2 separate regions of the Mus musculus genome follow, and region 2 is linked to region 1. The links are chromatin contacts, called in public HiChIP or PLAC-seq maps. All regions are on one chromosome and are shown on one strand. The core of a region is the stretch at or near the end of the contact, and the rest is flanking DNA. Distances in the headings are between cores, read along the strand shown. Region 1 holds the start of Baz1a (bromodomain adjacent to zinc finger domain 1A). Region 2 overlaps 2700097O09Rik (RIKEN cDNA 2700097O09 gene).

Evidence for each region. HiChIP or PLAC-seq counts read pairs in DNA pulled down with a chosen protein or histone mark.
Region 2: a contact with region 1 is called in an H3K4me3 HiChIP or PLAC-seq map of the SCID.adh cell line, with 36 read pairs. The contact joins the enhancer-like site here to the promoter of Baz1a in region 1. A contact is called at or near these places in 11 of 39 promoter capture datasets (the 3T3-L1 cell line, the C10 cell line, the HPC-7 cell line and 8 more), 2 of 15 datasets of contacts at CTCF or cohesin (CD8 T cells and large pre-B cells), 49 of 484 Hi-C or Micro-C datasets (the 3T3-L1 cell line, 3T3-L1-derived adipocytes, the AML12 cell line and 37 more), 30 of 115 datasets of contacts at active chromatin or transcription factors (the 230-238 cell line, CD8 T cells, the SCID.adh cell line and 21 more) and 3 of 9 other capture datasets (adipose tissue, liver and pancreatic islet).

The regions. Positions count from the first base shown.
Region 1 is chr12:54,982,283-54,989,552 of GRCm38.p6, forward strand. Baz1a (bromodomain adjacent to zinc finger domain 1A) reads right to left here and starts at 4,054. Exons shown (of 27, transcript NM_013815.2): 1 at 3,880-4,054; 2 at 3,384-3,525. The coding sequence starts at 3,496. It overlaps Gm51983 (a long non-coding RNA gene), which reads left to right. Exons shown (of 3, transcript XR_003950194.1): 3 at 1,081-2,367.
Region 2 is chr12:55,048,560-55,055,829 of GRCm38.p6, forward strand. It overlaps 2700097O09Rik (RIKEN cDNA 2700097O09 gene), which reads right to left. Exons shown (of 8, transcript NM_028314.2): 6 at 4,742-4,848; 7 at 328-418. Among named protein-coding and RNA genes, the nearest start is that of 2700097O09Rik, 28 kb to the right of the region's middle. Within about 2 kb of position 2,807, at least 36 of the 459 cell types and tissues checked have an H3K27ac peak or open chromatin away from gene starts, as enhancers often do. A contact at or near this core is called in CD8 T cells, the G1E-ER4 cell line, the SCID.adh cell line and 9 more, where this site is marked.

The DNA.
Region 1 (7,270 bases), core at 2,804-5,303:
GCAACACTGACATCCCTCGAATCTAGAGTGGCTATTGATGGTTTTCATCAATGTAACCAAGATGACACTGAGATCTCTCATCTCTCTCTCGTCCTGAAGCACCTCAGGATTCCCTTCTTAAGATGAGAGACGTCGCCCTTCAGAGTCCCACACATGTATCAGAGTTCATTTCTTTCTTTACTTTTTCAAGATCAGCGTGGCCTCCAATTGGACATAGTTAAGTGGGTGAGCCCAGAGGATGCCAGCAAAATATACCTGAGAAGCCACACAACAGTGACAGGCAGATAGAATGGGCTGTTGTTTCAATCCATTAACTTTGGGGTAGACTATTACATTACAACTACTGATACACATATTTGACTGAAGAAAGCTAAGTGTTAACAAAAAACAATATAGCTGCTAAATATAAGAAAGATAAAGCTGAAAATTGGGCTTGTGGGGGAAGGAAGATCTCTGTTCAAGGCCAGTCTGGTTCAAAGAAACCCTGGAGGGGGAAAGTGAGAGACTGAGAGAGAGAGAAGAAAAGAGTAAAGAAAGAAAGTTGAAAAGTGTATTTAGGAATCTCTGCTCTACACTAGGGGGAAAAAAAAAAGACTGTGGGCTAAACGATCAGGGACATGTGGCCAACTTATTCCCGAAAAGAAGCAAAATACACCCAATTTGAAGACACTAGTTTGAAAGATTATCCACATTCTCTTGAAGAGTGCATGCTCATCACATAGCTTTTGACTACAACTCAATCTTGTGTATCCGGCCATCAATGTGGAAACTGGCTGGTATGAAAAGCATTTTCCCCCACGACAAATTGATGGCACCAGGTGTGGTGGCACATGTCTGCAATCCCAGCAACTCAAGTGCAAGAGGGTCTCAAGTTCCTGGCCAGCTTGGGCTACACACAACACCTCGTCATTCATAAACAAAGGGCATTCTGATTTCTCCACTTCCCACCTAGAGCCTAATCACTGAGGGGTGCAGTAAGGTCGGTGCTGAGCTGACCAGAGAGCAGTCACCATCTATAGAGACCTAGGGAGCTAACCTGAGTAGCTTGTAATTCTAGTTTCTTTGTGCTTATTTCTACAGACTTTGGCAACAGGAAGAATTCTTCATAGAAGCAACATGTGATAGTAAATAGCAAGAAGCACAGAACATGGAAGGCCTTAGAAAGATGAATTCAAGTTCTAGTGCCAACAAGTGCTAAAATATGTGACTACAACTGTAATCCAGGGGCTTAATCAAGAGCCTGTAAGCCTTCCTCATTCGTGAAAAGGACTCAGTTGACAAGAACGACAGACAACCAAACACAATGTACTAGAAGCTAGTCAAATCTTTTCCTCAGGGAGCTTTTCACTGTAAACTTGTTCTGGGTTGAAGCAAGATGGATTGCCTACTAGTGTGAGGTGGAAGAGCGTATTAAAATTTACATGGAGTCAAAGATGTGGATTTTCAATTCCAAGTAGGAAAAAAAAAGTCAAAGAGATTAAGCCACTGGATAATAAAAAAAATCAATAAGAAATTATATTTAAGATATATAAGTTCTAGTATTAAGAGCCAACTGTCTTTTTTTTTTAACAATTTACAACCAAAAATAAAAAAAATTAAAATAAAAAATAAAAAATTTTTGGGCCAGGTCAGGCCACTCTGTTCCAGTTTCAAAGAAACCTTGGAGCGAGAGAGCGAGAGACTGAACCAAAACTCACTGTGGCCCACGGGCTGGCCTTGAACTTGCAGACCCTCTGGTTCAACCAATGCCAGGAGAGCCTTTTCAAAAGACTGCTTATATAAAACCAAGGAAGAGTTTTGGATGTGAGCCTGTTAACTATTTTCTTGGTACTCTTAAATTAAAAATTAATCAGAAATGTTCCTAAGGATTTTAGCTTAAACATTAGATGAAGACATCATCCTCGCACAGTTACCCAACTCAATTCCACCTAAGAAGTTACAAGAGTGCACTCAAAGTAATAAAACAAGTCTATACAGGAGCCCAGTGAGATGTGCACTCCTACTTAAGGGTACTGTTTGGTGAAAAGTACTATCTACTTCTCTAGATACAACATGGTTACCTGTAACCCCTTCTAGGGAGCTGAAGATAGGGTAGGGAGTGGAGGGTCTTTCTTGGAACTGACTTTTCTAATCTCACTACTCCTTTCTCAGCTGGCTGTTGAGTTCGCCTAAAGACATCCCTGGATCAAGCCTTTCTCTCAGGCCCCCAAACTCAGAAATCCTCCTTCACACAACCTATTCGGTTGCTATTAACATACGGTTTCTAAGCCACAAAGAGAGTCTGCGTGGAGGAGAAAGAAAGAACGAGAGGGCTTGTGTGTGTGTGTGTGTGTGTGTGTGTATGTCCCGTGACTGATCAATTCGGGTTCTCACTTAAGAGTCTGTTTAAACACCGGTCGCTGCTTCGTGTCACTGAGCCACGCACGGAAACTCTTGGATACACCAAGCAATGACAAAAAATTGGGAGTTGAAGCTACATCTGCAGCAGCTTCAGGTTCTTATCAAAACAAAAGCAGTGGCACATGTCAGGCGGCCCACATGAGCCAGAGGAGGGAGTGTGTGTTGGGGCGGGGAGGTGGCGGTGGAGGCGACAAACTGAAGCTGGAGTTGAACTTGTCTAACCCCCCTCTCCCAACTCCCACCGCCTAGCTCTTGGTGCTCGAAAGGAAAACCAGGGGCGTCCGGGACCCCGCTATCTCCCACTCCTTTCCCCACGCTCCGCTCGACTACTCCCTCGCAGGTCTCCTGGGGGCGGAGACGCCGAGTTCCCCGGGGACCGGAGTTTAGTCACCAAGAAGAGGCGGTGACAGAGCGTGGCTCTCGTCGCACACTCCCAGGCCTAGGCGGCGCGGGACGCGAGGCCGCCGCTCAGGACACCCGTGCCCCAACGCTCCCCGGCCCCGTCCTCCCGGCCGGTGAAGTAACCCCTTTGCCCCCAACGCGGAGCGAGCCTCCACTCCCGCCCCGTCCCCACCTCAGCCCCGGCAGCCTCCCACTACCAAACGTCAGAAGCCACGCGCGACCGCGAAAAACCCAGTCCGGGGCCAGCCCGCTTCCTGCCCTCGGGCTCGGAGAATCCCTCTCCGGGCTGAGGCACCGGGGCGGCGCGCGGGCTGACCCGGCGGGGATCCCGGAACCGGCGGCCGAGCGCGTGCGGCCACGGCGGGGAGGGGCGAGGCGGGGAGTTTCCGCCCGCCCGGGCGAGCGCGGCGGCTCCGAGCGGTCGCCGGCCTCCGCGGGCCCCGCCGCCAGCCGCCCCACGCGGTCACGGCGCGCGGGGGATGGGCGGCCCGGCCACCCGTCACGAGCCCCGGGAGAGAAAGAGGAGACAGACAGACAAAAGGGCGCGGGGGCGGCTGTCCCCGCTGCGCGGCCGGCCTTACTCGTAGTGGCGGAAGATCTCGTTGGTGACTTTACAGTAGAAAACTTCCTCGTCCGGCCGCAGGTCCCCCGGCGGCTTCTGCCTCACGAAAGGCTTTCGGTGAAGCAGCGGCATCTCCCGGCTGCGCGCGTCCGCCCGCGCCCCTAGCAAATTGGAGGGAAAGGAGAAAGCCGGTAAGGTCGGGGAGCGCCGGGGCGGCTCGGCTGCCTTTTGTGTGACAGACGAGTCCGGTCCTCCCCGCCGCCGGGGTGCCCAGTCTGTCGGGCGGCCGCGGCCCCGGCGCGCCCCGCGGGCGCCTCACAATGGGGCGGACGCCCGGCGGCGGGCGGTGCGGCGGCTCCCCCCCCCACCCCCCAGCGCCGCTCCGGGCCGCCGCACCACCGGTCCCGGGACTCGCAACGTGCTCGACGCATCCCCGGGGCTAGGCGGCCACGGAGCCCGGGCGCCGCCGCGCTTTGTTCCCGGTTCCCCGGGACGCCGGCTGGCGAGCCCCTCACCTGCGAGCACTTGCCCGCCGCCGCACCTTCCCACGAGGAACGCCGCGAGGTCCCGGCCCGCCCCGCCCCGGAGTCTCTCCCGGCCGCCGCCGCTCCCGCTGCCACTGCCGGGCTCCGCGCGGGGATCGCGTCCCGCCGGCACTTCCCCGCCTCTCCGCGCTCCCGGGAAGTTTCTGAGCTACTTTCGGCTCTGAAGGAGGAAGAGCTGTGGGGAGGAGCTTTTCGCTTCTCGCTTCTACCTTTTTATTGGCTACTGGATGACTTTTACAGCCTGTCACTGATACAGGAAGAGAGGGCGAAGAGCCTGGGAGAGCTACATTATTAATTAATGGAGCAACCCCTCGTGAGGAATCAGAAGCATCCTCCATGTTTGAGATTATCGGCCAGAAGATCTGGGGAAAGCGCTAGTGTTCCTTAAACACATGGCAGACAAAGTAAAGTCTTCATCTTTTCCAATGGGCCACCAGCGCCCAGCTATTGAGTTGAAAAGGGGATTCCGGCTCCGATTTAAATTGCGTTTTGAAGAAAGGAAGAATAAGAAACGAAATCGCTAAAACCCTCAAAGTATTTTGCATGCGTAATCATCCATCTTGAAAGAAAGAACTTTTTTTGACACCAGTCCTTCTTGATACTTAAAACAATTCAAAGAGTTTGATAGCTCAGGAAAAGACAAAAGTTTGAAATGTCATCTCACTTATATGATCCCCCTACATATTTAAAACTAAACCCAGAATTTTTAAAAAGTATAAGTAACTTATAATCTACAAGTAACTTAAGGTCAATTTTCAGTTCAATTAGAGTCCTAACGATGTTAAATTTACTACCGAGATGTCTCATTAAACAATTTTCCCATATCAGTAATTTTCACAAATGAAACCAAATTTAATTCTTATAAGACTTGGGACTTTTGAATTGAAAAGGATATTCTAAGTTAGAAGTCATTCAGAATGTTCACCAACTTTTAATAATTTTTGCCATCACTCTATTTGCTTATTTGCAAATTAACATGTAAGAATGAGTCTAAAAGTATAACTGAGGAATAGTCTTCCAGTAAAATGTTACTTTTTTTCCTAATTACTAATGCTGTGAAATGATTTTAAAAACTGGGATCTTCTATAACTATTTGTATGTGGGTGGTGGTGTTTAAGACTATTTACCAGTTATGAACTTCTCAAACTACTATGATTATAGAACGAGTAAAATAATACTTGGTGAAAGTCTGTTCTATGGCACTAAAAAGCAGTTAATAGTGTGTGTGCATACACATTTCTGCATGAGCATAGCCACAGAAGCTTACAAGTCTCCCAGTGGCAAGTATATACGTAAGACTGTATGCTTTTCAGAGAAGTACACAGTACACACTTAAAGACTTGGTGTTTTGAAAATTGACCTCCAAATTTCTGAGTTCGAGGCCAGCCTGGTCTACAGAGTGAGTTCCAGGACAGCCAGGGCTATACAGAGAAACCCTGTCCCGAAAAACAAACAAACAAAAAACTTTTAAAAAATTGACCTCCAAATAATATACAGAATAATAGTAAGAATTCTCTAGGAAGTAGTTATTAATAGCACCTACAACAGTCCCCTAAACAAGGGGCAAGAAGAAAATTTAATTTACAAGGTGAGTGTTGTGTGTGCGTGCATGAGAGAGAGACAGAGAGATAGAGACAGAGAGAGAGAGATAGGTGAACCCAGGGGCCTAAGCATGCTAAGCCCCTAGCCTGAGGTCTGTATTAGCACAGTATGCATATAATCCAAAAGTTAAAATAAGTGGGAATCTAGAAAGGGATTAAACTCTCTGAATACTTCTAGTTTTCAACTTACTATTTGCTACATTTTAAAAATTGTTAAATTATCGAAAATCGAGATAGGCAGGCAAATGGCTCTGTGGATTAAGACACTTGTCACCAAACCTGACTACCTAGGTTCCATTTCCAGAACCCACATAGGGGAAAGAGAGAACCCACTCCCATAGATTGTCCTTTGATCTCCTCTTTTGTGTGCCCCCCCACTCCAATAAGTAAATATGATTTTAAATTTTTCTTTAAAAATTTAAAAGCAAGTGTTTATTTTCTTATTATAAATACAAATATTGACTATTTAGATTATTTTATTATGCTCCCAAAATTAAGATTTTATTCTTTTACCTATCAAATAAATACTATCAAAATCGATTTTTCTGTTCTCATACTCAATTTTCAGTATACTTATGTTCTGGGTTTTATGTATAGTTTATTTAATTTGTGACTGTTAGAAGGTGTTATGTAAGCTTAGAAAACTAAAATTATCATGTACAAAAGTTTGTTTTCTTGGGGTCATTAGGATAAGAATGGCCCCCATAGGCTCAGATATTTGAATGCTGAGTCACCAAGGAGTGAAATTCTTTGAAAAGATTAGACCGATTAGGAGGCGTGACCCTGTTGGAGGAAGTGTGCCACTGGAGGTGTGCTTTAAGGTTTGAAAAGCCCTGGTAAGGTCCAGGCTCTCTCTCATCCTCTGCCTGTGGATCAGGACACATCTTTCATCTATAGTCAGACCTCAGAGGTCTAGAGCCACTGTTCTCATATCAGACTGAGGGCCTCCCATGTGAAGAACAGCGCAGAGCTTAGGTGTGTTCTAGACCTCTGCTGCCCAGGAGAATCACCTGTGAGTGTTTAGAAAATACTGATGCAGATTGTTTTTTGGTTGGTTGGTTGATTGGTTGATTGGGTTTTTTTTGTTTTTGTTTTTGTTTTTTTGTTTGTTTTTTTGAGACAGCGTTTCTTTGTCTAACAGAGTCATGGCTGTCCTGGAACTCGCTCTGTAGAAACGTCTGGCCTCAAATTCACAGAGATCCAACTGCCTCTGCTTCCAGGGTGCTGGACATAAAGGGGAGAGCTACCACAGCAGGCTGATTCAAAATGTTATCCAGCCTCTTCTCGTTAGAATTAGGAAGTATAAGATGTTAGTAAATGTGGAAGAATTGTCTACAGCCATCAGTAACACAATGATAGTTCATGTTTTCCCAAATGCTTATACTGCAGACTTTAAACGAATCATAGGGTTTTCATCCCAAGCTTAGCACAGTTTGTCTTTTGGTTTTGCAGATGAAGACACTGAGGCTGGGGAAGTTATGTAGGTAAGACACCAGCATCTGAATCAGGAAGTATAGATGCCACCATTCTGTTCAATGGTCCAAAAATGACACTCCCTGCTCTTATTGTGTACTTAGGATTTGCTCTTCAAGCCCAGCAGTGGTGGTGGTGGCATATGCCTTTAATACCAGAGGCAGATGTGGGTACATCTCTGTGAGTTTGAGGCCAGCTTGGCCTACAGCACTATTTCCAGGACAGAGAAACCCTGTCTCGAAAAACAAAAAAGCAAAACAAACAAACAACAAAAAGGAAAACAACAA
Region 2 (7,270 bases), core at 1,557-4,056, 65 kb after region 1:
ATAGATCAGTACTGTGCTTGCCTGACAGGCAGGAGCCCTGAGGGGTGGGGAGGTTTTTGGGTTTTTTTTTTTATTGTATTTTTTTCTGTGTAACCTTGGCTATCCTAGTACTCTCTCTATAGGCCAGGCCAGCTTCAAAATCAGAGATCTACCTGCCTCTCACTCCTGGGTGCTGGATTTAAAGGCCCGTGCTACCACACCCAGCTCAAGAGCCATAATTCTTGCCACCACCCAAATCAACCAACCAACCAACCAACCAACTAACCAACCAACTAACCAACCAATCAACCAACCAACCAATCAACAGTAGGAAACGTAGCTACATACCTGTAGCCCCATGAGAGACTCTTGGAGACTTGGTACTGTCACTAATAGTGATCCTTGCTTTCTTACATTATGGATGATGTAGTTCCAGGCACTAGAAAACATCAAAAACTGATATAATGAAATAAGGGTAAGATAATATTGCATATTAATGAGAACAGAGATAGCTCTCTTGCTCAATGTCTCCTCTTCCTCTCTCATCATGGGGAGGAGAGCCACAAGCCTGTTCAGAAATCTGCTCTAGCTCTAAGTCATAGCCCAGCCAAGTTTGGGGGTTCACACCTGGGATCCCAGCACTGAGCAAACTGAGGCAGGAGGCTCCTCTGGGGTTACAGGCCAGCCTGGGGTACACTGTGAGCTTCAGGGCACCATCCTTGGCTCTAGAATTAGACTCCATCTGAACAAAGCAACAGCACACCCAACAAAATCCGGGATGTGGCCTTTAACATACAACCCAGCAACTGTACACTGCTATTTACACAAAGAAGTTAAAAACATGTATTTGCAAAAAAATCTGTACATAATTATTTATTGTAGTTTTATTCATAATTTATAAACTTGGGAATGGATAAACTGTGGCATATCTAGACAACTGAAATATTGTTCGGCTCTAAAAGGAAATGTGCTCAAGTCATTAAGACACAAAGAGCCTCACGTCTGTTGCTAGAGAGGGAACCTAACCTGGAAGGATTCTGGATTGTCTGATTCTAACTGTCACAGCTGGAAAGTAAAACTATGGGTTGGTAAAAATATCAGTGGCTGCCAAGGGTGAGGTGAGAGTACAGGACCAAGAGCTGAGCAGGGGATTTTTAGGGGAGTGAAACTACTGTCCATGTTTTAAGGCTGGGTGCATGTCACTACATATCAATACATGCACACACACACACACACACACACACACACACACACACACGGGCTTCGAAGCACCAAGAGTGAACGCTACTGTAAACTGGAGACTTCTGGTGACTATTCAGTACCCAAGACCCATCATAAGAAGCATACTGTTCTGGTGGGAGGGACGACAATGGTACAGTTTCAGCAGGTGCGTGGGGCAGAGTGTACAGGAAATCTTTATCTTTTTTAAAGTTTTGCTGAGAACTCAAAACTTCACTATAAAGAGCGAAACAAAAGCCTGACGTGTCAGCTTTTATCAGACACTGGATTTTATTTTATTTTTTTGAATAAGGATGACAAAAGAAAATGCAGTCAGTATCTAGAAATCTAGATAGGCAAAATGTTTACCCACAGGAAATAGAACCACAGCAACACAGTAGAAATTGGCAAATTTTCCAGTTCCTGAGGGGTGCTGGTAAAGTTACAAGGTCAAAGTACTGATATTAACAAGATGGGGATGTGGGTTACCGTAAAGGTTCTGAATAAGAGAAGTGAAGTTTTCAGAATCACACAAGTCAAGCAGGATCAGCATCAAAGCCTTGTACTTTCTCCACAGAGCACATGAGAATCAGTCCTTCAGACTGGGGGGGGGGGGGGTTGAGGAAGATGAGGAGTCTGGGAAAATCAGGGGCACAGAAGCCAGAAACCAAAAATAACTGTGTAGCTGTGTATGGTGTGTAGATTAGATCTTTTAAACTCACGTCAAGAGTTAAATCATAGCTCACCTGGCTGGCTGGAGTATTTTAGGGATGGAATTCCAACATTAAAGAGCATCTGCAGAGTTTGGAGGGACCAGCCAGTTCTATAGGATAATGAAATGACCCGCCAGTGCATGTCAGGGAGCTGTGTGTTTGCCCGGTTCTGTTTAACTCCCAGGGTTGATATACACCACACTACACTGCACAGATCTTGGTTCCCCACCAGTGGGGAACAGTCTCTGCAGTGTGACTGGTGAGGTGGGTGGGTAGCAGTATCAGTTGTACTTATTTTTGGTTGAGGCTATGGCTAGCAGGTATCATATTTAGAACTTATTTACAAAATAATGCAACATTTGTTTTTTTTCAGGATGCGAATGATAATCACATAGCACTGTTTCAACTAGAGCTATCGTTTTTTAATGTGGTTCCTAAAAATGATGTACTTTACAAGCCCATTTAATTAAAAAAAAATGAAAAACTAGATTAGCATGACTTTTTCATTTGTCTGAGACACGCACGCCTCACAGAGTTCAGGATGCCCTGAATTAGCTATTTAGCTGAATTCACGGTCACAGACTAAAGCAGAAGTTCTGTGTCCTGGTACGGCATGGGTCCAGGAACCCTGCCCTAGAGGCAATCAGAAACACTCAAGTTGGGTGGGCTCTACTCTCCTTCCGGATGGAGAAGATGCATCAGCTGGAAGCCCAGCGTGTTTATTATACACAGTTGAGCAGGTTACTGCATGCAGCTGGACACAAAGGGAGATTACTACATAGAGCTGACAAGAAGACAGGTTTAGCTAATCTCACTAGGGGCAGCCTCACTAGGGGAGCAGTTTTCAGGCTGTGAACATCCAGGGGTAGAAAGCATGGTAGTTATTTTCTACATACACTGTAAATATCTGCATAGGAACACAGGAAAGCCTTATCATTCTCATGAGTCTAAGGTGTGGCGTCCTTGACATGACCACGACCACATCAATAACACATTCACCGAGGACTTCACCGTCCCTAAACAGAAATAATTATATAACATCATATAGCTACTACTTGTTCAGTAACTCATGTAGTCTCTATGAATGAATATATGAAAAAAGCTGTTTTTATTTTTACTTAAAGTCAGGGTCACATAATGGAGCCCTGCCTGGTCTGGAACTCAGAGATCTGCTTGCCTCTTGGATCCTAGTGCTGGGGTTAAAGGCATGCGCTACCACACCCATCTAAATATAGATCCCACCCTGCCCCCACAATTCACCAACAGCTTTCAACATTTTTTCAGCATTTGAAATCTATAAATCTCCAAAGTGTTTAACATTATTTTTCTCTCAGTGCCTCATTAGTATACCAGTGACGATATACTCGTCAACAATTATATGTTTTTCTTATCTGCAAGTAAGTTTAAAAGTAAAAAAGCTGCTGATGTGGTGATAAATGCCTGTCCTGTCAGCATCAGGAGGCAGAGGCAAGAGGAATTCAAGTTCAAGGCCAGTGTGGGCTGCACAGAGAAGTGATCAGACAGTTGCTACCTTCTCCACCAGCTGGAGAGTGAGATAACTCCAGGAACCTGTTAGAGGGTCCTTCCTCAGGGACACTGTTAGAGGATGTAGCTTAGAGATAGAGCACCTGCCTAGCATGTACCAGGCCGTGGGCAAAGCAAAAAAGCAAACACAGAATTAGCTAGTTTTGAAGGTTAATATTCTCATCCTCTCTGTTAAGCCTTGGTTACTCCATACTGTTTTATGATCGGTGTGATGGCTAGTGTTAACGGTCAATTTGACAGAATCTGAAACAGCTGAGAAGAGGGGCTAGGGGCTAGCTGTTAGGGTGTTATTTTGGTCAGATTAACTGAAGAGACTGGGCTAATTAGCATGCATTTACTCTCTGCTTCCCATTCCTGAGTGTGGATCCACTACCCATCATCAGACAAAAGGCACTGAGCACCCAAATAGCCTTTCTCCCTTACCTTGCCTTTGTCAGGCTTTACCACAGCATCAGGAGAGGAAACTAAGACAAGAGATTAGCACAATGACAGCAAAGAACAGTACCAAACCCCTGGGAGCTATTTAACTGTACCCTAAGTGGATGTGGGAGTCATGCTACCATTTTAGATCCACCCAAAAGTCCATATTACAGGGCGCGCTGAGATGGCTCAGAGGGTGGTTTACATAAAGCCCGATGACCCAAGTTTGATACCCAGAACACATATGGTGGACAGAAGTGACTTTTTTCTTTTGTTTTTTCGAGACAGGGTTTCTCTGTGTAGCCCTGGCTGTCCTGGAACTCACTTTGTAGACCAGGCTGGCCTCGAACTCAGAAATCCGCCTGCCTCTGCCTCCCAAGTGCTGGATTAAAGGCGTGCGTCACCATGCCTGGCTCAGAAGAGACTCTTACACATTTCTTCTACACACCCACTCTGATGAGCACAAATAGATACATGTAAACTTAAAAAATTTAATACATTTTACAAAATCAAGTGTCAAAATTTTGCATTTAATCTGTTTCCTTATTAAAATAAGTTGATATCATGTACAAATGTGCCAAAGAAAAAATAAAAATATTAATAAAATCAAGTTGAGCACTGGATGGTAGTGACAGGCTTAAGTTTGAGGCCAGCCTGGTCTACAGAGTGAGTTCTAGGACAGCCAGGGCTACACAGAGAAACCCTGTTTTAAACAAACGAAAACAAAAAACAAAAACAACAAAAAACCAAGTTGAGTTTGTCATTTTAAAATTAGCATGAAAACATTTCTACCTTATACCAATCTTTTTTCATACCTTGCTGGATATATTTTAATAACAGTTTTCTTGCTTCAGTAAATAACCTACCTGGCCTGTTGAGCCTCAGTAAGAAAATATTCGAAGACATTATTCATTACAATGACATCAGCAGTTTGCAGAAGGGAACTCTGGGTACAGATGTCTGCATGAAGCACCTAAAGAACGAGTATAGCATGTAAGATGTAAGAGGACGACGAGAACAGCAGAGCGAGCACGCAGCCACACAGGAGATGCCTGCTGGCCTGCGATGCTGTGAGGACCACAGAGATACTTGTTATCTAGTAAAACCCAGAAGCTTGCAGAGAAGATTTGCTTTAAATGGAATTATTTGTTTTGTTATAATTGTGTCCCCCACTTGCTGGTTATTAATTTTTAATGGAGTTTAGAGATTTTTTTCCATTATAATTACATTGTTAGGTTTAAGAGTCAAAAGATCCAGGTTTCAATTATGGCTCTGTCCAACTAGATTTGTACTCTTGGGTAGTTAATTTCTTTTTTTATAGTGGTTATCAGTCCTGATGATACAATATAAAAATTATGGCTCAACGGTTAAGAGCATTTACTGCTCTTACAGAGAAATGGGGTTTGGCTCCCAGCACCCACAAGGCAGCTAACAGCTGTCTATAACTCCAGTTCCAGGGGATCCAATGCCCTCTTCTTAACTCAGCTGGCACCAGGCACATATGTGATACACACACATCCATGGCAGGCAAAACACTCAAAACACATAAAATAAAATATAATCTTAAAAAACACCCACACCTCTCAAAATCCTTTAGAGTAAATTATAAACTGTCAAATCTTTCAAATATTAATATGTCTTATGCTAACTTGATTCTAACACTCACCTGAATGTTATTACCTGCTGAAAACGTAAGCAAAACAATTGATTTAAACCCTACATAGGGCTGAAGAGCTGGCTCAGCACTTAAGAGCACTGAGGTCTTCCAGAGGACACAGGTTCAATTACCAGCACCCACAGGGCAGCTTACGACCTTCTGTAACTCCAGTCTCAGGGGAACCAATGCCCTCCTCCGATTTCTGTGGTCTCTAGGCACCACATATGGTGCAGACATATGAGCAGGCAAAACACACACATAAAATAAAATAAATAAATCTTAAAAAAAACCTATATAACTCAAAAATGTGACATAACCATAATTAAGGCTTCGAAGACCACAGGGACAATAGCAAGAAAATACACTTATTTGATCAGGAGTAAAAAAATAGATTTTACTTTGAAACAGAAAAAATGTTTATGAGTTATTTTCAAATAAATACTCAAGCATTACAAATATGTAATATGCAAGGTGTTATATGGTCTGGTTTTAAGAAACATTCTTTCTTTTAAATAATAAACATTCTACACTTAAAAGAAATTCACTTGGCCTAGAACCTTTAAAGACAGTTTTGACACAATCATCAATAAAAAGAAAGACAGCTGGGCCAGAGAGACAGCTCAGAGGCTAAGTCCGGCTCTTGTCACTAACAACCCAGTTAATAATTGCAGACATTATAAACATGCAGCCTAGCTATGCAACAGATATGTGAACTAGTCAGTAGTTTTATCTTCATTCTTCTTTTTTCTTTCCCATCTGTCTTCATATTTTTCTTCCTGTATTTCTACTACACAGACTGGGGAAAGAAGAATCTGAAGGCTCAGTTAATCAAGGCAGCCAACACAAATCTCTCAGGGTTCCAGGGCGGCCTCTGGACTGATGGCAGTACAGAAGTCATAAAACAATCACACTCAAGCAAAATGTAGGGGTACCTCTTTTCTATGCAAGATACTGTAGAGGGAGACAAACCAGGTTAAAAGAGATACAGTATCTGTGCTCAAATGTGTGACACTGGAGTAATGTGACAAACACTCCAAAACAACTGTCCTAACTCCCCAGTGCTATCAGAGGAGTGAGCAGAGAGCAAGGATAGGAAGAGGGAAAGCCCAGTGCCAGCCTGGAGGAGAGGGATGGGAGGGAGGCTGGGAGACAGGACAGCAGAGCAAACACACAGGCAACACACACACACACACACACACACACACACACACGAAATTGAAAAAACAAACAAACAAACAAACAAACAAATGCAAAGAATTCGCCTGAAAGGGAAGATAGGTTTCAACATATACTATTTAAAATAACTACAGAAACCGTGTTTGTTGATTTTAAGAGCCTTCAATCCAGTATTTATCTACAACTTCGGGGGAGGGGGTGTAGCCATAGGGTGGTATAAAAAGGCCCTGAGCTTGAGGCCACACTGGAGAAAAAAAAAACAAACAAACAAACCAAGTTTCTCACCAAAAAGTTACTGAAGGTAGCCATGAAGTTACATGTCAGAAAAAAATTACATGGGTGTGTACTGAAATAATTTATTTTGAAAAGTAATAAAAGAATTCATAAAAATATAAATAAACATTTTATACATCTTTATCATATTAAAAAACAGAAGCAAGCACTTTATTATTATTCTTTATTAAGTATGATTCTTCAGAGGTCTTAATTTTTGTTTTTGTTTTTTGAGACAGTTTCTCTGTATAACCCTGGTTGTCCTAGAACTTGTTCTGTAGTCCAGGTT